5 separate regions of the Mus musculus genome follow, and regions 1, 2, 3 and 4 are each linked to region 5. The links are chromatin contacts, called in public promoter capture Hi-C maps. All regions are on one chromosome and are shown on one strand. The core of a region is the stretch at or near the end of the contact, and the rest is flanking DNA. Distances in the headings are between cores, read along the strand shown.

Region 1 (4,777 bases), core at 1,024-3,523, 1.2 Mb before region 5:
TAATGCTGCCATAGAATTACTTACAACTTTTAAACAAGCCTTCAGAGTCCAACTGACCTGGCAAAGAGGCACAAAGCAGTAAGATCGTGGACATTTTATAATTTGGGAACACAGCATCACAGTTGCCCTGGAAGACCTTAAATTTGACGTTGGTCTCATTTGGATTTCATAAGCTAAATAAAATGCTGGAGTGCTGTGTACTCTCCATGGATGCTTCATTAGTGTTTTACTGTACTAATTTATTTTTCTAAAGCATATAATAAAATGTTGCTCCCTGAAAGTGCATTTCCTGTAGATACCACATTAATTTATCACATGAAAAGAAAATGTAGGATCTGAGTCATTTTTTGCTTAATAAAGTACATAATTTAAAGCCTTAATATGTTCTCAACACTAAATAAAAATGTGTCTTGAAATGCTAAACACCATTTTCAAATACAAATGATCATGTGTGTGTGTGTGTGTGTTTCTAACAGTAAGTTTCTAACACACTCTAAGGAAAACTGTCAGAGTCCTATAGAAAAATATTTATCCTCAGTATTATATTAAGCTTGGTCTTTATAAAAACCGTTCTATCTGTTAGCAATTTATCAACTATCCTTTATCTATATATTGGTTAATAATCTATATTTTAGAATAAAGTATTTAGGAAAGTTGATTTAAAGGTTTCTAGGACCCTTTATGTACATTTTTATGGTGAATTCAAAGATGTTTCTTGTGCAAAAAATATCAATATCCTAATTTATAATTTGGGGGTGACTTGCTCTACAATCTGAAGGTACCTTAATGTTCTTTCTCACCCATTTAAAGAAAATCGGAAAATTGCCCCGAGTGGGGACTTACAGTGGAAATATGCCAATATATGATAAAATGTACAATCTTCAATTCTTCTCTATAATTCTCTTTACATTATAACAAAAATCATAGAGAGCTCACGACCTGGGAAGTAGTTGGTGCATTGTGACAAGATTCTGTGGTGCCCTGCATTGTTTAAAATCATCTTATGCCAGATAAACCTCATCCAAGCAAATTCGCAACTTACCTAACTGGATTTTCTTTTGAAAAAAAAATCCATCTTTCCAATTAAAAAGCAAAACAAACTTATTGTGATAACATCAACAAACAAGTATCTGAGGCTGCATTTCTTTTCCAGGCCCTCAGACAACACAGAGCAGACGTTAGCCGGCTTAGTACCAGGGATTTCTTTGGAAACGAGAGGAGTGAACATCAGGAAAAAAATAAAATTGAATTCTGATACAATTAACTATTTTCCCCATTTAAAAGTATCTTAGATTAAACACTACAAGGAGAAATGCCATCTAGCTGTAACTTGATAATCAACTCATGTCTCAAAGAGAAACTACTCCAGAAATAATTATTGACCAGACCAGATATGTAAGAAGGACTGAACCTTCAGTAAGCAGTGCCTGCCTGGTCACCCTGTCCTGAAGGACACAGCATTTGTAGGAATTTTATGAACTGTAACACACGTCTACCTTTTCAAGGCTGTACTCTGTACCCATCACCCAGGAAGGGCGGTGGCTCTACCAGAATTTCCACAGCAGAATTCATAGGAAGCATTATCTCAGAACTAAAATGATTAATTCAAAACACATTCGATGGTAAGACAACACGGAGAGTTTTTAAAGCACCTAATGTGCTCTTCAGCCTTTCTGTAGCTGAGCATTCAAAACCCTATTTTAATAATCATTAACATTTGAGGAAACAACCCTTTGTCTGAAGAGACTGGCTTACACACAAGCAAAGCTGTCTCGTGATTTTAAACCTTTCATATTTTGATCAAAAGCATTAAAAGCTGACTTAATTAACAATTCCTCTAACCATAGCAGATGCAGGTTGGATCAATTGCTTTAGCTACATTCCTGAACAGTTTCCAAATAAAGAGAGACAAAGAGAGTCAACTTTCCTATTAAAGTGTGATCTTTCCCCGAAACATTTATGTATTTTGAACAGAAGCAGTGTATGCTGCCCTCCACTAGGCCTTGTTTCTCTGAACAACGGCAAACTTGAACATGGAGTAACGAATCTTCTTACTTTCAATATCCATCACACGCAACTTTTAAAAATAGCCATTTCAACCTAGCCTTTGCCACAAAATCAACAAAATACAAGGAAGTAAAAATGAATATGGGTGTGCTTACCTGTGACAAAGACTTCTGTGTCCAGAAGGGCAAATCCAAAGGCCAGAAGTTTGAGCCACAAACCCATGGTCATATCTGGAGATCAGCTGTGCCCCTAAGAAATAGGGTCTCCCTGAAAGGCAAAATAATGGTTATCTCTCTTGAAGTTTGTCTCTGTAAAGCTAAGTCAAAACTAAAAGAAAAGAACGCATACTTTGCACTCTGTCTTATCAGATGGGGAGCAAGTTTCCTACTCTCTTACCCTAAGAACAAACCACTTGCTAGCTACATGCACTGCTAAATGGTGATGTCAGATTCGGTTTTACTAACTTCTCCAAAAATACTGTAAAGGGTCCTCTTTGCAGGAAGTTAAAAAAAAAAAAAAAAAGGTCGTTCAAAGTCAGTGCAATGGCTTCTTACTTCCTTAATTCAAGTAATTATGCTGTTAGCGGTTCGTCTCAATTTTCCTCTAAAGGAAAACAGTTTTAAACTATATAAATATTGCTCCTTTTTAATATCTTTTTAAGGAAGCTTTATTCAAAAACAATACATCCCTCCCAAGTCATCAATAATTTTCTTACCCAAGATATGACAAGCTTCCACATGAGTATAACAACATAGGGGTTGGCAAGATAACACAGTGACTAAGCTGGTACGAGGCTCTGAAGTTCGTTGAAGACGACCAAGTGACCCAAACCAACTGTCTTTCTGCTTATGTCTGCCAACTCCTGTTATTTACCATAAGGAGCTCAGACTCAAATGGTATGCCTATTTCCTCGGTGATGTGGCTTTCCTATGCAAAACTACCTTCACTGGCTTTAAAGAGCCTCCCAATTTGTTTTTCAGGGCTGCTGGTGGTGGTTTCATTGAGTTTTATGCAGGTATCTCCTTGAGTGGTGGAGTGAGACTCTCCTCTGTGCATCAGTGAATTCTGCTTCAAGACAGGAGTGCCCCTACATTTGGGGTTGCTCTGTGCTATTTACCAATGAAAGAAGAGCAATGAAAACCAAGCCTTGTCTTTTACAAAGTTAACTTGTTTCTTTTGATCATAGTATTTCCCCACCCCACCACACACATCCCTGATCAATTTCACATGTATATTGAATTTGCATTATTTCCCCCCACTCTCTCTTTTCCCCAGAACCCTCCTATGTCCAAATACACAGATTCATCCCTAATTCATACCATTTATTCTTTAACTTTTATTGCTACACACACACCTACAAATAAACGCATCCCTACACACACATACACTCATACACACACACCCCTACACATGTATACACACACTCACACACACACACACACACACACACACACCTGAAGGTATAACCTACTGAGTTTGTTTAGTGGTGTATGTGTGTGTGTGTGTGTGTGTGTAGATGTGTAGATGTGTAGGTGTGTGTGTATGTGTCTGTGTTTGTCTGTGTGTACATAGGGTTGACTACCTGGTATCACATAACTAGTTAGGGAGCTCACCATGCGAAAGTCTAATTCTTATATTCAGCAGTCCTTAACTACCTTTCATGCTTCATCTTGAGTGGGGGCCTCTGAGATTTCCCTCATGAACTTTAGCATATCAACTGATCTTGTCACCATTAAGGTCTTGCTAAGGTAGTAAGCCATTTATTGAGGTTTCATGATGATACCCTTCCCGTATACCTAAAAGACACTATCTTGTAGCAGACGTCCTGGTCCTCTGGCTTTTACACTCTTTCCACTCCCTCTTCTGTGAAGTTTTCTGAGCTTGAGTAAGTTTCCCAAGCCTTGTGTTACAGATGCATCAAATTGGGTTGGAAACCTCAAGGTCAGTCATTCTCTGAGTTTGACTGGTTGTGGCTTTCTATAATGTTCTCCCTCTACTACCAAAAGAAGACTGAATGAATGATGGTATTCTCAGGGAGTTTGCCAATAAGAACATGCCTACAGTATTTTAAAGGTTCCTGTGAATTCAACAGTACAATTAAATGGATCTAGTAATATTTTGCTATCTACTTTCATTTAAAAACAAAAGAATATACACATAACTTAGTGTTTGAAATATGTAGATAATGGGAGACAAGTAGACACAGTGATTATAATCCCTAATTATGAAATACCATAGGGTCTTGTGTTTTCGTGTGTGTGTGTGTGTGTGTGTGTGTGTGTGTGTGTGTCTGTGTGTCTGTGTGTCTGTGTATCTCTGTGTCTCTCTGTGGGTTTGTGTGGTGTACATGTGTTCATCCACCTGTGTACATTTGAAGGCAAAAAGGTAATGTTAGGTGTCTTCTTCTATCACTCTATACATGTTTTTGAGTTAGGGTATCTCACTGAAGCTGTGCTCAGCATTTAGGGTAGACTGTGTGATCAATGAAGCCCTGTCTCTGAGTCCCCAGGATTGGGGTTACACACATGCATAGTCACTTTTACAATGGGTTCTGGAGTTCCAAACTCAGGTTCTCATGCCTGTACAGGCAAGCACTTTTCCCATTCAGCCATCTCTGCAGCACCCTGCAGATACATTTTTGATGCTTAAAACTTTGTTTTCCTCTTACTTTGATTTCAAGGAGCTGCAGGGTCAAACTTGCACATCCCCCTTTCTGTACATGGAAATAACCTTACAACTTAAATTCCAGGTAATAAAATTCTAAAGCCTC
Region 2 (5,006 bases), core at 963-3,462, 1.1 Mb before region 5:
TGTGCACACAATTCATTTGGCAGTGGCTGTCCTCTTCTGGCTCGGCCTCCCTACGCCTGACACTTACTGCAAAGGGAAGTTTTGTCACTAGTGGACTAAAGACTTCAGGAATGAGGGCTGCCAGGGTGAGGTTTGTGCCAGCAAAGTCAAGAGGCCACAGCACACAAAACCTGGGTGACAGAAAGTGACACCGGGTCAAAGGAGCATTCTTCTAACTGTGGTGGCAAATGTTTTCTGCCTTCTGGCTGCCAGCCCCTTTCAAAGCTAATTCCCAAAGGATTGTTTCCCTTTGTTTAGCTTCCCTGTGCAGTAAATTAATTCACGATTTGTTGTTATTAAAAAACCAAAACAGAGGGGGGAAAAAGTAACTTTCTCCAGTACTTAAAATAATGCCCACAGGAACCCACCCAATAAAATGGCCTGGAACAAAACACTCAGTTCAAAGCCAGAAACAATGGCAAAGCTGCAAGCTCTGCCCACAGCTACCTATATTGTGAGAGTGTGGGGAAATATGCAAACTGGCAAACAGGGTGTATGGTACTCCCTCTCTCTTGCTCTTTGTAGAACTCTTTGCCAAGGGCAAGGAACACTGCAGCAGCCAGCAGCAGCCAGGCAGGGCTGTCAGCGTGAGCCTCATCATTTCTGTCACCAAGCTTGAGCCACGAGGCACTGTGATTGCTTACCAATAAGGCCTGAAGAGCTCAAAGTGCAGGTAGATTAAGTCATAAATAGTTCAGTTTTAAGCCAGCTTTCCCATCCACGGAAATGTGAGTCTGGGGTAGGGAGGGGGAAGGAACAGATTTCATCAGAGGGTAGTCATGCTCAGAACATTTATAATGAGAAAGCTGCTTGTGACTAGATGAATGGTCCACAGGGCATAAACCAAAAATGTTACCTATCTTTCATCATATTACAACGTGTGCTAATTACTTGTTGCAAGTTATTTATAAAATACAAATTTGTACAGCTAACAATGTTTAAAAAACAATTAGCAAAGTGAACCAGCATGGATAAGAAAAAAATTTAAAAACTGGATCGTATAGGATTTGTTGTAACCAAAAACAAAGTCACTCCTATAATAAATCACCTGTCTGAATTTTTATCAACTCGACGGCAATTTTTATTCACAGTTTACTTACTAACAGTCTGTTTAGAGTTGCTTCATTAAAGCTAGGTTGTTGCCAAAAGTGGCAAACAGTTTTGCATTCTGTAGGGAACTGGGACTGTATGGGTTAAAAGGCTTGATTTAAACTTTGCATAAAGCATGTGTCTGTGGCAGACACCCTGAGTCACCTTGGGGTGTTTCTTCCTTTCGCCCCGTTTGCCCATTTCCCATCCTGTCTATTTTTCTTCCTGTCTCTTATCCAAGCCTGCAAAACTCCACCAGGAGGGAACGAGTGAGTGCAGTGCTGTGGAAGTTCTGAGACAGAATCAGCTCTGCCACTCACTGTAAAGCGGGACGCCAGAGCCATCTCAGTGTGGCCGGAAGTGGATTAACAGTGCCTTCAACTCCTCGGTGTATGAAGAAACAGAAAATATTGCCATATCCAGTTCTAAAATTACAACTATTCCACAGGCTGTGCCTTCATCAAAAACGCTTCTGTGTGTATTTTCCTCAACAACTGCAAATCCGTTTCTAGATATACGAGTCCAGTTTTTATGCAAGGATTGAGGGCAACCACGGTTGAAACAGTCAGACTTGAGGCTTGCTTGCTTGCGGAAATAAAGTATCTTTGCTATCTGTGAGTTGTGTTTTGCTGCTCAGTGAACAGTTTGGGCTTTGTATCTTCCTTCCCTAATACCCAAATACTGTTTCAGAAACACAAAGTAAGATGGCGCCCCTGCTCAGGTCTTATTTTCGCTTCCTCTAGTTTCTGCTGGGAAGAAGTTTGCTTCGTCTTAAGTTGCCACGTTGTCATTCGCCGTCCACAGTAGTTGGCTTTATCTGAGATACATTTGTCCTTATACTGGGAAAAAGCATCACTGTTTCTGATTGTGATTTGAGCTATGTTTCCAAGCTAAACTGTAATCAACAATTTCACTCAGTAGTGTGGTGTCCTATCAAAACATAAATATCAAATTAACTGTGAGTAGTAGCTCCAAACCAAACCGGATCAGCCAAGTGAACCTTTCAAACAACTCAGATAAGATTGGTTTTTGCAGCCGGATGGAGTATTAAAATTTTCTCCTTCGTTTGTGCGGACAATCCTATTTTGAACACTAGATGGCGATATGAACTCGCTGAATTTGGAACCCGACCAGCCTATCCATAATTTCAAAGAGAAAAAAAGATGAGGATTTTCCTTAACTGATTTGATAGTCTGACACGGGGTGTTAGGAAGTGGATTTATATGATGTAACAGCTATTTCATTAAGCTTCTGTGAGAAAGAACGCATCCTCTTCTGGCAGGAAAAACGCGTCTGCTTCTAAAACACCAGCCAGGGAAATCGGGAGGCTTCATACAGAGGGAGGAGAGGGGAATGGCAGATAGGCTTGCTGGCCAATTTGACTGCTTCAAAACTGACTTAAATATTTTTCTTGACTACTTGACAGTCAAAATGGTGAAGGCAGTTTGTTTGTGTCAACACAGGGTGTATTTTGTGTGCCACAAAGTGAATGTCTATATTGCTAGACTTCCTGCCTGCCTCTTTTGTAGCGTAGCTATTTGGTCAAGTTGGTTAGGGCAGTCTACTACTACTGAAACCACAGTCACTGTGGGAATAAGTTCTGCTCTGTGGGAAAGCCTGTCCTCGATTTTAGCCAGTCATTGGACAAGTGCCTGATCTATAGATACTCCTGTGCATGGAAGTCCAGATGATCAAAAAAGGAACATCTTTGCAGGAAGGGAAAACAAAACAAAACAAAACAAAACAAAACAAAACAAAACAAAACAGTAAGAATCGCATAGTACATATCCCATGAATGGCAAATCCTGTGTGTCACTTCTCTAGAAAGGACTCAAGTAAATACTTTAAAAACTCAACTCTCTTGATGAGCACAGCCATATTCTTTGTCCCTAGAACCAGGTATATTCTGCACACAACTGCTTCAAACTGAAAGAGAAAGGAGGGAAAAATAGTTGGAATCCCACCAACCTCACAACATAGTCACAAAGACCAACAGGCAAACAAACATCAAGGAGTGCGCTAACTACTGCAAGGAAGAGATTTACACCCAAACTGCAAAGGAAGTGAATAAGAGTCGGTGTTTAAGGCCAGTCACTGAATTAAGATTCAAGCAATGGCATGAAATCAGCTCTAAGGTATGTCCAAAGGCATTCCAGATGATAAAGTAACAGTCTAAGAAACCAACAAATTACAGAGTGGGTGTTTAAGAATACCTGTCCCCATGCCAGGAATGTGGTCTCTATGGTGGCACATGCCACGAGCTATGTGGATGAGAGGGGTGGTCAAAAGGCAATCAGTGATTTTTCCCTTAATCTAAAACGTGATGAAATCCAAATATAAAATAAGTGTCGATGGGTCCTCAGTAGCAGAATGAACTGGGAGAAATGAGTGAGTGTGTAGTGTCTTGTTCAGGAACCCTGAGCAGTCTCAGAGGTGCAGACCTCACAGTGTGTGCGGTACAAATGCTTCTCATTCACTGTGCTTTGTGCATGGCGACTTTCTTCCAAATCCCAGAGTGTGGACAGAGGAGTTGGGCATAGAAAACTCGGGTGAGCAGGGGTGGTGACAGGTCAGGCCAACCTGCCTTGTATCTTCTCACTAGTCTTTCCCCTCAAACACACAATTCAGAGCTAGTCAGGATATCATATAAATCCCTCCTGAAGTTCAGTGTACGAAAGACGGGAACTCCTCACAATTGTAATGGACAGCTAAAGCATTCACAACCAGCAGGATGTGTAGGAACCTTGATAGAGAAATGACATGTCTTGGATAGGATCCTAGAACAGGAGATGGGCGGGGGGACTATAGTTCAGAAGAAAAAGAATCTGAATGAACTTGATTGGATAACGCAGTGATGTCTATTCATTAGCTGTCCCAAGTGACGGGCGACACCATTAGATGTGGTATAGATGTAAACTCTCTGCACTACCTTTGAATTATTTTCTTTTTTGTAATATAAATAATACATAAATATGCTCTCTTGGTTTCACTGGTTGGCTTTGCTTGATTTTGAGATAGGATTTTGCTACGTATCCCTGACTGGCCGGGAAGTCATTATATGGACTGGTCTGGCCTCCAACTGGTAGATCTGAGACAGGAGTCTAGCAGATGGACACCAGCAGAGGTCTTGGGACAGGTGGAGTGAGAAGGACTGTGCTATCTGTTAGAGACCTGTTATATACAGGGATGTCATGAAAAGAGAGATGCAATATTAGTAATGATGATGATATTAGGTATAATTACAAATACAAAGGGCGAAAATGAATGAGTACTGTGACATTTAGTAGAATCTGGAATGTTGGTGTAAGCTAGTATTCTTCTGTAGAGAGAGCAAATATAGAAATAGATATCTTAAAAGTGTGTACAAGGGAATGTGTGTGCATGTCCACACCTACAAAAACTCCCTTACTCTGCCCAAAGAGACAGCAATGCTCTTGTAGCAGCAAAAACACCTTGCAGCTAGATCTTGGCCTTGGAACTCCAGCTGCGGAAACAGCAGATTCAAGGCTTGGCTCAAAGAGTGGAAAATAAGCCTGGGGTACTTGGTTTGGTTGGCAAATAAGAAAGTGCCTGGGAACTGTGGGGATGGGTGATAAGAATACAGAGAGCAGCCTGAAGAGGCTCCCACTGGTCACATCTGAGGCAATGACAATCTGAAATCATGAAGGCAGTGAATAGTAACCCACCCGACAAATAAAGAACTCACAAACTCACGCTGCTGTTAGCTAATTAAATGGAAGGGTTGCAGGTAAACAGGATATTTAGATTCTTGAATTATAGCCCCACAAAAATCACCATAAATCAGAGTGGGTTGAAGTTTGCTTCTTGCTTTACTTCATGTGTCAGTCATCAATACTGGTGAATCACGAGGCACGTTG
Region 3 (4,553 bases), core at 324-2,823, 1.3 Mb before region 5:
TTTAATTACATATATAAATATATATAATCTATAATTTAGTTTTGTTTAATTACATATATATATATATATATATATATATATATATATATATATATATATATACACATATATATAAAATCTATCTGCATGTAACTTGATCGCCAGAAGAGGGCACCAAATCCCATTACAGATGGTTGTAAGCCACCATATGGTTTCTGGGAACTGAACTCACCTCTGGAATGGACTCAGGACACCTGTTCTCTTATCCACTGAGCCATCTCCAAAGTCCCCTAAATTTAGTTTTTAAAATCATCATGTTCTCTCTCTCGGATTATTAGGGATGTTATTTTTAATTGTCCCTTGCTTAATGTGTATTAACGTCTTTGAGTATTAAAATACGCAGTTTTTGAAGATTCACTTCCTCAAAACTAGTTGCACTTTAACAAATAAAGACTAAAACAACCTTTGCAAATTGAACTAGAGGTAAGACATACCTCTCATATTCAGGACCACTCTTCTAACCTAATTGTCCCTCACCCACTATGCATTGAATTAAAAGGAAGACCAAATTTTTTAAAAAGGAAGGAGGAAGTGGGAAACAGAAAAGCAGAGAGGGAGAGAAGAGAGGTGGAAGGAGGGATTTTTAAATCTGGTGCACATAGTGTTAACTCAGCGCCCTTTTACAGATGACAATTTATTTTTTGGTTAGATCAACTAATTGGAAAGGTTGCAATGGTCTCCTGGCCTGAGAGAATATTGCAGCAAGTTGTCCATCAAACACACTGACACTCCCTTGGAGTAAACCAACTACAAAAGGCTTTTGGATTTTAAACCCTCAATGTTAAAAACCCAAGCTGCTTTGAAGAGTGTGGTTCCTCAAGACATTTTCCAGCAAAGCAAATTCAGTCCTTGGTGTATGAAGATGTCTTCAGAGAAGTCTCTCGTGTTAATATCTTCGCAGACACTTAAGTTCAAGTCTCAGCAGTAAAATCTATGACTGCAAATTTGCCAATTCTCTAGTGTCCCTGAATCCTCATTTTGAACATTCTGAGTTTTTCACTGATTATCTTCTATTGGTGATATTTGGGGACACTGCTCCTCTTTGTATTATAGGCCACAATTCTAACTTAACTTTCAACAAGGTAAGAGAATAAGCTATCATTCCATCCCATCACCTTCCTCTCCTGCAACAATGTCTCGTCTACGTGAGCTGAGAGTAGCTTAATATTTTGTAAAGGAAAATGTCAAATTTCACTTAAGAAATTGGCATAAACCAATCACAACCTGCTCTGCAGCAAGTGTTTTATCAAATGTCTCTGCCACACACTAAAACTATACAATTCCAATATTAGACATTGAAAAAATAAAAGAATGTGGTTTTTTTTAAAGGCTCAGGAGTGGGATTTGTAAGTATCTGCATAGTGTTGCATTTAATGACAAATAATTCCTAGGATAATCAACTTTTAGCATTTCAGATTTGCTCCCCTTGAAATGTGCATTTAAGTTATTAAAACACTCATGTTTTACGGTCTCACTTACCTTCTTAAGACATACTGTCAGTCACATGATTAACCAGGAAACAAGCATTTACAGCAACAGAAACATGCAAGGGATCTAACTTCCCTTTACCCACCTGCAGGTCACTTCCTCTGTGTGTTTAGGCTTTAGAGAATTTTAACATCTATATTTGGTCATTAAAGAATTTTTAACACACTGGCAGCATGAGCACTATTTACATTGATTTTCTCAAAAGCTTTTAGAAAAAAATTAATTGAATTACAGTAGGAAACTTTGTAAACTATTAATGCAGCATATCTTAATATTAGATCTCCAAGCATAACTTTAAAAAGGGCAAATTACTCTTGAAAAAACATTATAAAATGAAATTTTAAATAAAAGTGAACCTTTATTAAAATCTAAATATAAGTGAACTCTAGATCCAATTAATTTATATAATGCATTTGTCCTTATATAACAAAACATGTGACGTTGTTTTTAGGCTTCCTACCCCATTTCTAATTCAATGCTTTTTTTAAAAAAAGAATATTCTTATGCAATATATTCTGATCAGTTTTTTTCTCTCTGTTTAAATCTTATCCCATGTACAGATTTTCAAAATTTATTTACAGTCTTAAATTTTTAAAAGGATTAGAAACTCTCTATGCCATTTATTGTCAATTTAATGAAATGTTAAACTTTAAATTGAACACAATAATAATTATGAAATTTAAAGAATGTTCAACTATTCACTAAATTTAATATTAGAAAGAATTTTAAGAGCATGTGACAGTGAGGAACCACACATTATTATACAATTTCTTCTTTAAACTTCTTTCCAAATAAGTATAAAACTTTATCTATATTAACTACATGATTGTTGTAACAAAAATAAAATATTAAAAGTCAAATATTAATTCTTACCATCACTGGGTGTAGGTGTTTGCCCTGAAAAAAAAATAAACACACTTTTAGAAATTTTGAGATTTAAAGCATACATGCAAGTATACATCATATACTTTATTCATATTTATTTTCAGCACATATCATCTTAATGAAAGCAAGTTCCCAATTTTTCTTTCTGTTAATGTTTTGATGTTTTGAAGACAGCTACAGGCTGACCTAATGGATGACCTAAGATGTGGTCCTAAAGGAAGAGGAAGGCGTGGGGGGGCGGGGTTCACAGTTTGGAGTCAGCCTATAGAGCAATTCCTGTAACGGGAGGGCTATAGACACTTTTTTTGAATTTTGAATCAATATTTTTGTAAATGAGCACAAGATAGAACTAAGTTAGAAGCAAAAAAAAAAAAAATGCAAAGAGTACCAGAAGCGCGCGTGCACGCGCGCGCACACACACACACACACACACACACACACACACACACACAAATTCGTGATGATGCTCTCAATAAGAAGGTCTCAATGGGCGAATACACTGGAGTGAAACGCATCCCTGAAACACTCAGGTGGCAGCCCCCAAGACTTTGCATGTCCTTGAAGGAGAAAATGAAGAGTTAAGTAAAGGAAGCAGTCCCGTGCATATTACTGAGTTGCTGAAGTGTGGACATTCTCACTGAATTAAAAGAGGGAACCTCTCAAGAGAAAGAGGCGAGTTTGAATGGGTGCTGATTGCACATTTTGGAAGCATTCCTGTGGAGACGGGAGAGCTCGTGCTACGCATGCCTGGAGCACACAAATAGACACTGTAGCTGACACAAGAGTCTAAGAATGCAGGAGTTAAATGAGTTAAAAGCTGACGAAGCTAATGAGGTACTTCCCATCAGAGGAAAGAAATGAACAGAGACTGTTTGGAGAAAGGTTTCTCTGAAATTATGTGCCAACGACACGGATCAGAAGGATATTGCATATATATACAAAAAATGAGGTGATTTTGCCATTATGCTAATACTGCTAATAATCACCATAGAGTATATTTTCACAACTAAAAATGGCTATAATGTCACTGGGTGGAAGAACTAAGGTCCACTCATGACTGTGACATCGGTATGTGTTGTATGACTGTATTGTTTTGAAAATATTATTTGAAATACTGTCCCCCCTTTTTTTGGCTAGTCAGCTAGTACTTCTTATTCTTTTTTATATTCCTTTTAACAGCAATCCTATCCTCTGATCTATTCTAATTTCTTTCCAAATTCACCTCTAAGAATTATGTTGGTTTGCAGAGAATGAGAAGAAACAAAGTATAAATATATCAGTCATTAATAGATCATGTTTTTAAAAAGACAAAATAACTTGCATTCATTGTGAAGAATATAGTGTACCAACATGATTAAAATGTTCAAGTTGCTTTGACTATATGAAACCATAGCAAACAGTTTCTCAAACTTTTCCACATCTAGAGAGAGTTTGATATACCCCTTCTCAGTAGCACCATGTGGTTCCCTGGAGGTTCACACCATTTCATTGACTTATCTTTAGGAAGTAGCTATTGTTTTGCTGGTCTGCTGTTAGAAGTGAGAGTTGAGCATGGTAAAGGCATGGCCCTCCCCTGAGAAGTCAGCAATGCAAAGGACAAATGCATCCAGTAATCTGCACAAACATTTAAGTAATATATGCACCCTGTTTGGACTGATAATGATTGCAAAGAACTCTACAGTATAATGAAGAGGAGAAGGAGGAGAAGCTACTGTATTGGGGGTATGTATTACTTACTAGGTACTCAGTGACAGAGAAATCCTTGGATGACTTTGAACACAGAGTATATATAAAGGGGAAGCCAAAGCTATCAGATGACAGTTTTCAGACATGAACTCAAGTATAGATGTTGGAGACCCTGGCAAGGGATTGGATGCTTTTCTGAAGGTGGCAGAAACCACAGGATCAATGACTATGAAGAAGAAGCAAGCAAATAATCCCTTTGGTCATAGAAGAAAGGGGCATTTTAGAGTAGGTTATACTAACTCCACCACTCATTTGGGAGACCACTCTGTTTCATGGTACTAACTTAGTTGCTTATTGCCACCAAAACGTGTAATACTAAGCCAAAACATTTGATAAAAAGACTATAAACGTACCACTTATCATATGTTCATGGTAAAAAGTAAATAATGAATGTA
Region 4 (4,838 bases), core at 981-3,480, 1.2 Mb before region 5:
GTTTGGCCTTGAAAGAGGAATAAAACTGAACTCTTTATTAGAACCCAGAGGGTCATGCAAGCTCCATCCCCACCCTGGTGTTGCCTATGGTGCTACGGGGGTTTTGATTGTAACTTCTGTGTGTCCATCTTGAGTTCACCCTGACCTGATTCCATGTGCTGAATTCAGACACATCTCTGTATTCCCTACTTTGTGCAACCAGGCCTTGTTTCATGAAGTCGTTCCTGGACCCTCGATACTTAAGTAGATTCTTAATCCCCATTCTCTGCTTTGTCTCAACTCCTGTTTCTTTCTTGCCATTTTTCAGTATATGACACGTTTTAGACCATTTATTTGCTCACTTTTCATCTGATGTCCCTTGAATATATTCCCCAAGAGTGAAGTCTTGCTCACCTTCTTCTCCTTTGGCTATATGATACAGTAAAAAAAGACTGTTTTCTTAACACAATTTCCTCAAAGGAAGAAGTATGTATTATTTTACAGCATTAGAGCTTGGATTTTATGAAATGTTATGTCAAGAGTCTAGCAAAGTGTTTTTAATGTGGAAGTGGCTTAAAACATGCTATATTCTCAGAGAATATGGTCTGTAATCCAGATCTCTGTAAGTCAAAGTCACCAGGGCATCTTAATTCTTTTTCTTCCTTCTTGTTCTTTTCTTCCTATTCCTCCTCCTCTTCTTCAGTTTCTCTGGTTTTACAACAGGTCATTACAGAGATGCAATGTGTCGCTGAGATCCAAACCATTCAGAAGGTCTCTCTCTTGGCCAGAGGCATTGGTTCTACAGTTGAAACATATGCCAGTCACCATAAATGAAAGGCGTGGTTAGTATTTCTAAGAAAGAGGCTTTTTCCAACCACCCCCTTTTTTTCTGAACTAAAAATTACAAAGCTGAGAATTGAATTTTGGGGTTTCTCTGGCTACCACATAAATTCTTAGTGTAAAAATGAAACATGCTAAATTCAAGACAAGAAGTATGAAAAATTATGGTACTATATATATATATATATATATATATATATATACACACATATATGTATACACACACACACATGTAGTTTATACAGTGATGTTCTGAAATAATTTGTTTTTAAGAAGTGAGTTGTCTGTTTTCTTGACTTAGAGCAGCACAGATTTTGTGATAGCAACAATATGTGGAGGAAAACTTTCTCCCTCTGGAGGATTCCTGTATTTGCTCTTTGAGGGCTGTGGGCTGTTTTTGCCATTGGTCATAGTATCTCAGGGCACAAAAACTAAGGCAAGAGAAATCCCACACTTGACAGCATCTCATGCTCTAGAAGAGAAAACAGACTTGTAAGCAAACAGTTAAAGGGTGCTGTGACTGGACTATCATGGTGACTGGAGTGTTCTAGCTTGAAGGAGGAAGTGATCAGGGATGCTTGCTGGAGTGGGTGAGTGAGTAGACAGAGAACAGGAAAGGGAATGGGGGCAGCAATTATGGTCCAAGTGTAGGAGGTGGGGCAGGTTAAGGAAAAAGTCACCTAGGAGGCAGAAGCAAAAATAAAGATCCTGGCTGACTCATGCCCACTGGCACGTTAGTGGGAGGGGATGGTGGAAAACCTCTCAGGCTGTTCCCTGAACTTCAGTGAGAATGGGTAGCTGTGGATGAAGGAAAGAACTTCTGATTTTCCCTTAATCCCAGATTCTCACATTTTTGTCTTATAATTGTTTCCCATTTTCTTTCCCTGCTTTGCTTTTATATTGTGATGTTTTAAGAAAATCTTGGTTGATGTATTCATTCACGTTCCTATTCTCCCTCCCTCCCTCCCTCCCTCCCTCCCTCCCTCCCTCCCTCCCTCCCTTCTCCCTCCTTCTCTCTTTTTCCCTCTCCCCCCCTCCTTCTCTGTTCCCTTCCTTTCCTTTCCTCAAGCTCTTACTAGCTCTCCTTTCTCTGCCTTTTCTCCCTGAGCCCAGAATGTGTGTAGTGCCCCAAAATCCTAAGAGAGAGCAGGAATCAGAGCCGGAGCCGAGATGTGTTGAACAGAGCTGCTGGAAAGCAAAGATAAGGAAAGAATTCTTACGCCTAAAACCCATGCATTTTTTTTAAGGCCAGCTCCCACCACAGAGCTCTGTCCATGTGGTCTCCCATCCAATGATGCATGGCAAAGACTGAGAAATCTTGGCCTAGAAGATGTAAAGCAGTTGGTGGAGGGCTCATTGTAGCTCTCCGCAAACTTCTCTCTGCCTTCTGATGTGGGCGGAAATGCTCTCAGCTTGCTGCACTCCTCTAGCCTCTAGCTGGGTGGTGCAGCTGCAAAGCATGTGCTGTGAACCCTGTAAGCTCAAAAGGAGAGGCACGGATCCACAGCTGTGGCAGGAGCCGAGGGGCATGGGAGACCAGAAGCTTGGTGGCCTTAGCAGTAGCAACATGGGGTCTTCTGTGTCACTAGAGAGAGCCTTTCTGATCCACAATGCAAAGGACCTTGGAGCCCCAGGTTCAGAGATGTTTATGTACAGCCTCTCAGATGAAGTCAATGGCTTCCTCCCTGTTGCAGGCTGGGGTGAGAAGAACCCACACTCACAGGAAGCCAGCGGTTCCCCTTTTAACAATGCCTGCCCCCAGCTCAGCCTTCTTACCCACCTTCATAACTCTTTGTACTAAACAGGGAAGCTGAACTGCTTGCTGCAATCCCATCCCTTGTCTGGGACTTCCTCCTGGGAACCTGGAGGAGGTAGGGTTGCTGGAGCAGGAAGTAACAGACTGGGTTGCATAGCACCCAGTGAAGTTGAATATCAAATTTACAGATGTATGGGTTTGGTCCAACGCCTGGGTTAGCGTTCCCCTGGGTGTTGTGTGGTGGAAGTGAGTTGCAGAAGTGTAATTCCTTCCGCATGACAACATCTCAAAGTTCACATGCATATTACAAGCACATTAGGGCCAGCAGCTCTTCCCATACAGGGAAGGCCTCCTCTAGTACCCCAACTCACATGTATGCCTTACAAGTCTACCTCCTGTCCCTGATTCATCATCATTCCAACTCCATATAGGAGAGATTGGGTATGCTCAGAATGATACTGACATAGACCCATCTCCATACAGGACCATCTTCATTTAAATGTAGAAGGTGGGACTTGGGAACATCAGGAATGGGTTGAAAATCTGCACTGTACCTGAAGACATGTGTGAAAACCTCATTACAAGAGGTTAATTGTTTCTGTGATGTCAGGAAGGGATTTGAAAGGAAAAACGCGGCACACTACATGTTCATCCTGCCCACCAGCTAACACAATCTGCCCTGTTAGTTGTGCCCTTGTGTTGCTGCTGATCCATGAGTGAGCTACCTGAAGCCCATGCACCAAAAACCCAGCCCAATGGCTGGAAAGACAAGTCATCAATTATAAGGAACATTTACTGCTCTTGGAGAAAACCTGGGGTTTAGTTTCCAGCAGCCACATGGCAACTCAGAACTACTTGTAAAACTGATGCCTTCTTCTGACCTCAGCAGGCAGCAGGCATGCTCCCGATGCACTTACATAACTGCAGACAAAATACTCATGAAATAAAGATAAATAAATCTTACCCCTCCCCCAAAACACTCACATTTGCTTGGCTACAAGATAGTACTGCTCTGGTTAGTAGTCCCTGTAGGTGGCTATAAAAACCAAGTTGGAATCTGCTTTTGTGAAAGAACTCACTTGGACCTATAGTTCCTTGATGTTGTCTCAAACCCTGGATAATTGGCTGCAGATAATTGAACCTGGCAGCCATGCTCCCAGCATCCTTCAGTCCCTACCTGTTTCAGAGTATGGCATACCCCCACGCTCATTCTAAACTTCTCCAGGCCAGAGTCTGGGCTGCCCTTCCTCATTGCCCTTCTTTATATAACCCAACCATTTTGGCTATGCCGCTTTTGTAGTCAGTCTGTCAGCCCAGGTTGCCTTTCTTGGTCAGTGCTTCTCTCTCCTTGTTCCTCTCTGAGTCTTCACAGGGCTCAGGGTTCTGTTGGCTCTGGACTCTCAGGTGTGTCTGTCTCTGGCTCTGCTCTCCTATTCATCTGCAATAAACAGTTTCCTTCACCGTCCCTACAAGCAGTCATGCCATTTCCTTTTTAGTTCTAGTTTTCATTTACTCCTGGAATCTTGAGAGAAATAGATGTTTTTTAGTTTGAAGTTTGCAAATAGTGGCATACTTTCAAGAGTATAGGAACAACAACAGCAGCAAAGTAAAGATTAAACATGGAATCTAAAGTGTAAAGAGAATTTATTTTTGTTTTGTTGTATTTTGAGACAAGGTTTCTCTGTGTATCCCTGGCTGTCCTGGAACTCACTCTGTAGACCAGGCTGGCCTCGAACTCAGAAATCTACTTGCCTCTGCCTCCCGAGTGCTGGGATTAAAGGCCTGCCTCACCACTGCCCAGCTGTAGAGAGAATCTTTATGTACTGTGTGGAAGCATCGCCTGTCATAAAAAGCCTATGGCCAATGATGATGGCAAGATTACGGTGGGGTATTTGGGAAAGAAAGATAAGATTCCAGTAAATAATTGCAGGGATTTGCCATGAATACTGATGGAGATAGATTCTTGAACCAGAGGAGAGGTGACCAACCATGTGTGATGACTTAGAATAGATTGAATAGGTAGTTAAGTTATGGGCTAACAGGAATAAGCCAAGGCTTTTGGCATAAGCATTTACTCATGAAATGTTAAGTCTCAGAGTTGTTATTTCTGGGAACAAAGTGGCTGGCTGGGTGGAAAAGCCTGTAGATACACAAACGTAATATAAGGACTATATGAATTTGTATCAAAAGAATTAAGTTGCACAATTGTAGTTAAAAGCATTTTTCCCTTGTTTTTGCAAGTTGACCTTCTGAGTAAATCATC
Region 5 (4,817 bases), core at 1,432-3,931:
GCCACTGTTGCATAGGCAAATCCTGCCTGGCATTTCAATACTGTAGCAAATAGTATTGAAATATCATTGAGCAGGACTGTTTGTGACAATTTTCCCTCAGCTGCACCTTTCAGTACTATGAGTGTCATCCAGTGAGGAGGGAACTTGCAGCTAAATTCAGTTTTATTTCTTTGTGTCCGACAACCAGAGTATGTAACGCCATCAGTAGCAGAGTCTTACTATCTAGATCTAGCATGCAGCAACAATAGAAGTAGTCTTTATGGTTTTTAGGGCTAACAATTCATATACTGCCTCTTGCACTGGGGTTTTTACTTGACAATGTTATGGTCATTTTTCAAAAGGTCTCTTCCTTTTTCATTGGTGCAAGATGTTTCATACACTTAAGCCTTTTAAGTCGTAATTTAATAATCCACTTTTAAAACTAATCTGATTATAATGGGGTTGTATGGCAGTTGCAAGTACCATTGTACCTGGTTGTTATCAGCCCTGTTCTTCACTTCAGTGGTTGTGAAAAGACTACATCGATTATCTCTTGGTGCAACATAGAATACTGAATTGGGTTAAGGCTATTTATGAGGACTTCAGTCATTGTTTGTGTTGCATGGCATTTCTTCTAAGAGGACTGTGATAGTATCCAAACAGGTGAGGAATAGTTGTGCTCCTCACTGACAGGCATAGGCCTTGTATCATCTATTTGACAGTTCCATATGGGGCAAGTTGATTTATGTAAGTGTGTAATCTACATCTGTTGTCTTCATTGGGATATTGAGTATCACAATGAAGTCTCTGGGTATTTTACTAGTTATTAAAATACAGCAGTGTAAGAGATTAATACAACTTGTCCTATATGATTTTTGTCTGATGAGTGAGATAGACAAGAAACCATATTATATGGTGTATCAGTTTCTTTTCTGGTATTTAGATAGAATGCTTGACAGATGAAACGTAGTAGAGAGGATTTATTATAGTTCCAAAGAGATTGAGTTCATCTTTGTTGGACCAACATGACTGTGGTGTGTTTGGTAGAATCATTATATCTAAGGTAAACATTTGAATGAAAATTGCTGTTTTTTCACTGGACCTAGGGGAAACACCAGAATGAATAGATGGTTTTTAGAAGTACCTTGACCTTGAAGAAATCATTGTAGAAATGGTGATTTTTTTTTCTATAGAGTCTTTTTTTTTTTTTTTTCCTGAAGGAGCTTTCCATCCTTTGCCCGACTTTGGTCACAAGACTGCCCTGGCAGACCTGGAATGTCTTACATTATTGAGTACTACAAACAGTACACAGTGAAGGCTAAAGTTGCAGTGGTGTGGTGTTCTCCTTCATGAAACATCTAGCTTAGACCACAGGCCTTTGTATGAGGGGCTTGCTTTATCCCCCTCCCCAAACAGCATTTGAACAGCTGTCCGAGGTTCAGCTCATTGAGGCCGTTCCTCTTTGCTGCCTGCAATGCCATATTTCGCCCGGAAGTGACCCCATTTCTTTGATTGTCCCATGTAACTTAGAACACTGACACATGACAACAGCTGGAAAGACTTGGTGGTAGGAGCCAGACGATGGATGATAACACTGCACCCCCCCCCACACACACACAAAATTAATATCTATGGGCTTGTCTTTTCAAACATTTTCTACTTTATAATCTATAGCTCTGAGTATTTTATCATTTTCATTAGCTTTCCTTATACTATTCTGGGTGTACATTCTTCTTCTTTTTTAATTAGGTATTTATTTCATTTACATTTCCAATGCCATCCCAAAAGTCCCCCACACGCTCCCTCAACTTCTCCTCCTCCTGGGTATGCACTTGCTCGTATTTGCTAATGAGAGGGTAACCTTTTCAGATTCAGAGTTATGAAGAGAGTGGAGTTACAGGTAAAAGGGAAGGTGTGTGTATTGATTTCTTTTTGGTCACGGCCTTTGTATCAGTTTTTTTCCTTAGGTTTGTACAAACAAACTCTAGAACCTTCATCGCCAGACGGGCAATATCGGGCCACTGGGCATTCTGTCGGAGATGCAACACGTTAGGCAGGGGCTCTGAGGCTCTAAGTCCCGTAGAGGTTTGGTTGTCCTTTTCTCAGCTTCACATCTTACATGCACATCTTCTGTTCATAGCAAGGTAATAAAAACAAACCCCACAATTTTAGGTGTGCTTACATTTTACGCACATGTAAGTCGGAAAGCCATACAACTACTTCCAGCCAGCACTTTGGGTGTTTGCCACTGTGGACTGGAAACTGGCAGGTTTCCGGAGGAGGTCGCTGTTTGGTGACACACTGGAAACACACCAGTTGTCGTGGCGCCAATTCCCCCTAACCCCTCATCACAGCTATCTTCCCCTCCCGCAGCCAAGTTTTTCTGGTTCAGTTAACGAGGGCCCTTAAGTGGCCACGAAAAGCGGGTATAACGGACCTGGGACCTCGGTAGGGCACCCAGGGCAGGAAAGAAAGCTCACGGAGCATGCGCAGGGCTGGAGGCGCGCGCATGCGCTCGGGCGGATGCCGGGGCTCCCCGGCTTCTCGCGGCGGCTGGGCGGCTGCGCGGGCCTGACGTGCCTGCCTGGCGAGCGGCGGCGGCGGCGGGACTCCGCGAGGGGAAGGAGCGCCGCCGAGGTGGCTGAGGTGGGGGGCCGGACCCGGAAGTGGGTGGGCGCGGGCGCGAGCGCGCGGGGATCGGAGCTGGGCGGCCCCGAGCCGGCGCGGGAGCCCGGGCTTCCCGGTAATGGGCCTGTGGGACGCTTGCCCCGGGCAGCCTGGGAGGGAAGGGTCACGGGCGAGCGCGGGTCCCCGCCAACCCCGGCCTGGGAAGACTCGGCTTCCTGCAGTCGTCGCCCGTGCTGACCCCACTCTGCTCCCCTCCTGGGGCCGCCGTGCCTAGTGGATTTCGGAAGGTCTGTCGCTCAGGAGCCATGCCGCGCTCGCCCGGGGAAAGCATGCTAATGGAGACTTGCGTTTCGTGGCCGCGCTGGCCTTATTGTCAAGGTCCCAGCACCCAAATCGGGACTGCGGTCCCGGCCGGCCAGTCTGCCTTGTTTGCGGTCTCGGCGGGATGGTGCTCTCTGGGTTGTGTTCTCTCCACCTTATTCGTGAATCAGGCCTGGAAGGTGTGCTGTGCCTTCACTTCACACTATTCTTTTGTTGGATTGTCTTTCCCAGCCCAGCTCTCCTGGTTCCCTGCCCTAAAAAAAAAGAAAATCTTAGCTGGGAGTGAATGCACTGTCGACTTTGTAATCTAGTTACAATGTAGGAAAGACTAGTTGACAACACCTTTGGGTTATTTAAGATGGCTATGCGGTGGAGCTCTTACCTGATTCTCACTCTTTTTGCAGACCATGAAACGGTGGGGCACGCCCCTTCAGAAGCTGTTGTTCAAGACAATCTAGTTTTGTTTCATCAATCGCCTAAGTCACGTATGAAGTTTCTTGTTCAAAAATTGCCGCATTGCAATGAAGAAAAGGAGAAAGGTTACTTCAAATCTTGACGAGAAGATCCATCTAGGCTATCATAAAGACTCTTCGGAAGAAAATGCTGCTGTGGAGTGTGGCCAAGTGACCTATACTCAGGCTCCAGAAAGACCAACCCCCGAAGCTGCCCAGCGTTGCCAAGAACTGCCTCCCTCTCCAGATCAGAGAAAGCTTTTGAGTTCTTTGCAGTATAATAAGAATTTGCTGAAGTATTTGAACGATGATAGGCAGAAGCAACCGTCTTTCTGCGATTTACTTATCATAGTGGAAGGGAAAGAGTTTAGTGCGCATAAAGTGGTCGTTGCTGTCGGCAGTAGTTATTTTCATGCGTGTCTGAGCAAAAATCCAAGCACTGATGTTGTCACCCTGGATCACGTAACGCATTCGGTTTTTCAGCATTTGCTTGAGTTCCTCTACACATCGGAGTTTTTTGTGTACAAATACGAAATACCTCTTGTGTTAGAGGCTGCAAAATTTTTGGACATCATCGATGCGGTAAAGCTGCTGAATAATGAGAATGTTGCTGCCTTTCAGGCCGAACTGACTGAAAAGTCGTCACCAGAAGAAACACTAAATGAGCTAACTGGAAGACTGTCGAGTAGTCATCAGTGCAAATTTTGTAGTAGGCATTTCTGCTATAAAAAGTCCTTAGAGAATCATTTAGCCAAAACTCACAGGTCTCTGCTCCTTGGGAAAAAACATGGGTTAAAAATGCTGGAGAGAAGTTTTTCTACCCGGAGGTCAAAGAGGAATCGGAAGTGCCCTGTCAAGTTTGAGGATACCAGCGACGATGAACAGGAGAGTGGGGATGGGTCAGACAATTTGCATCAAGAAAGTTCTGAGAAGGAGAGGTCAGATAGAAATGATTCTGAGGACCCTGGCAGTGAATATAATGCCGAAGACGAAGAGCTGGAGGAGGAAGTGTCCGATGAAGACTCTGACACGGAGCAGAGTGACAAAGATAATGATGCAGAAGAGGAACCTGAGGCTGGCGACTCTGCCGGGAGCATCCATGAAGGGTTAGCTCCCGTCATCATTCAGAACAGCAATAAGAAAATCCTGCAGTGTCCCAAATGTGATAAGACATTTGACCGGATAGGTAAGGCTAACCCCTTTCCTAGCCCTAGTCACTTACCCCTTGTGCCTCTCCTACAACAGTGGTAATCACTACAAACTAAACTTTGGAAGGAATGTTTAAGAAGAGTTCTGAAGGGAACATGCTCTGATTTTCGGCACATAGTTTACCTTGTTATTTTAAATTTGTTGTGAATCAGAAATAATTTGGTATTTACCCTTTTGTGTTTTCTTCATTTTCTCTTAACAGGGTACAGGTTCTGTGTTTGGGAGAAA

Evidence for each region. Promoter capture Hi-C pulls out the DNA fragments that hold promoters and counts their contacts.
Region 1: a contact with region 5 is called in a promoter capture Hi-C map of pre-B cells, with 3 times the contacts expected there. The contact joins the promoter of Ptprc here to the promoter of Zbtb41 in region 5. A contact is called at or near these places in 6 of 39 promoter capture datasets (the C10 cell line, the HPC-7 cell line, cranial neural crest and 3 more) and 1 of 484 Hi-C or Micro-C datasets (B cells).
Region 2: a contact with region 5 is called in a promoter capture Hi-C map of pre-B cells, with 5 times the contacts expected there. The contact joins the enhancer-like site here to the promoter of Zbtb41 in region 5. A contact is called at or near these places in 5 of 39 promoter capture datasets (the 3T3-L1 cell line, the C10 cell line, embryonic stem cells and 2 more) and 4 of 115 datasets of contacts at active chromatin or transcription factors (astrocytes, fibro-adipogenic progenitors, forebrain and 1 more).
Region 3: a promoter capture Hi-C map of pre-B cells shows a contact between it and region 5. The contact joins the enhancer-like site here to the promoter of Zbtb41 in region 5. A contact is called at or near these places in 7 of 39 promoter capture datasets (3T3-L1-derived adipocytes, the C10 cell line, the HPC-7 cell line and 4 more) and 5 of 115 datasets of contacts at active chromatin or transcription factors (astrocytes, embryonic forebrain, embryonic hindbrain and 2 more).
Region 4: a contact with region 5 is called in a promoter capture Hi-C map of pre-B cells, with 4 times the contacts expected there. The contact joins the enhancer-like site here to the promoter of Zbtb41 in region 5. A contact is called at or near these places in 3 of 39 promoter capture datasets (hippocampal neurons, liver and pre-B cells) and 1 of 9 other capture datasets (embryonic stem cells).

What each region holds. Positions count from the first base shown.
Region 1 is chr1:138,172,853-138,177,629 of GRCm38.p6, forward strand. It overlaps Ptprc (protein tyrosine phosphatase, receptor type, C), which reads right to left and starts at 2,274. Exons shown (of 32, transcript NM_001111316.2): 1 at 2,163-2,274. The coding sequence starts at 2,235.
Region 2 is chr1:138,326,214-138,331,219 of GRCm38.p6, forward strand. No RefSeq gene overlaps it. Among named protein-coding and RNA genes, the nearest start is that of Atp6v1g3, 55 kb to the left of the region's middle. Within about 2 kb of position 2,213, at least 86 of the 459 cell types and tissues checked have an H3K27ac peak or open chromatin away from gene starts, as enhancers often do. A contact at or near this core is called in hippocampal neurons and pre-B cells, where this site is marked.
Region 3 is chr1:138,123,903-138,128,455 of GRCm38.p6, forward strand. It overlaps Ptprc (protein tyrosine phosphatase, receptor type, C), which reads right to left. Exons shown (of 32, transcript NM_001111316.2): 2 at 2,401-2,424. Among named protein-coding and RNA genes, the nearest start is that of Ptprc, 49 kb to the right of the region's middle. Within about 2 kb of position 1,574, at least 25 of the 459 cell types and tissues checked have an H3K27ac peak or open chromatin away from gene starts, as enhancers often do. A contact at or near this core is called in the HPC-7 cell line and pre-B cells, where this site is marked.
Region 4 is chr1:138,189,566-138,194,403 of GRCm38.p6, forward strand. No RefSeq gene overlaps it. Among named protein-coding and RNA genes, the nearest start is that of Ptprc, 17 kb to the left of the region's middle. Within about 2 kb of position 2,231, at least 151 of the 459 cell types and tissues checked have an H3K27ac peak or open chromatin away from gene starts, as enhancers often do. A contact at or near this core is called in liver and pre-B cells, where this site is marked.
Region 5 is chr1:139,419,702-139,424,518 of GRCm38.p6, forward strand. It overlaps Zbtb41 (zinc finger and BTB domain containing 41), which reads left to right and starts at 2,682. Exons shown (of 11, transcript NM_172643.5): 1 at 2,682-2,722; 2 at 3,333-4,566. The coding sequence starts at 3,450.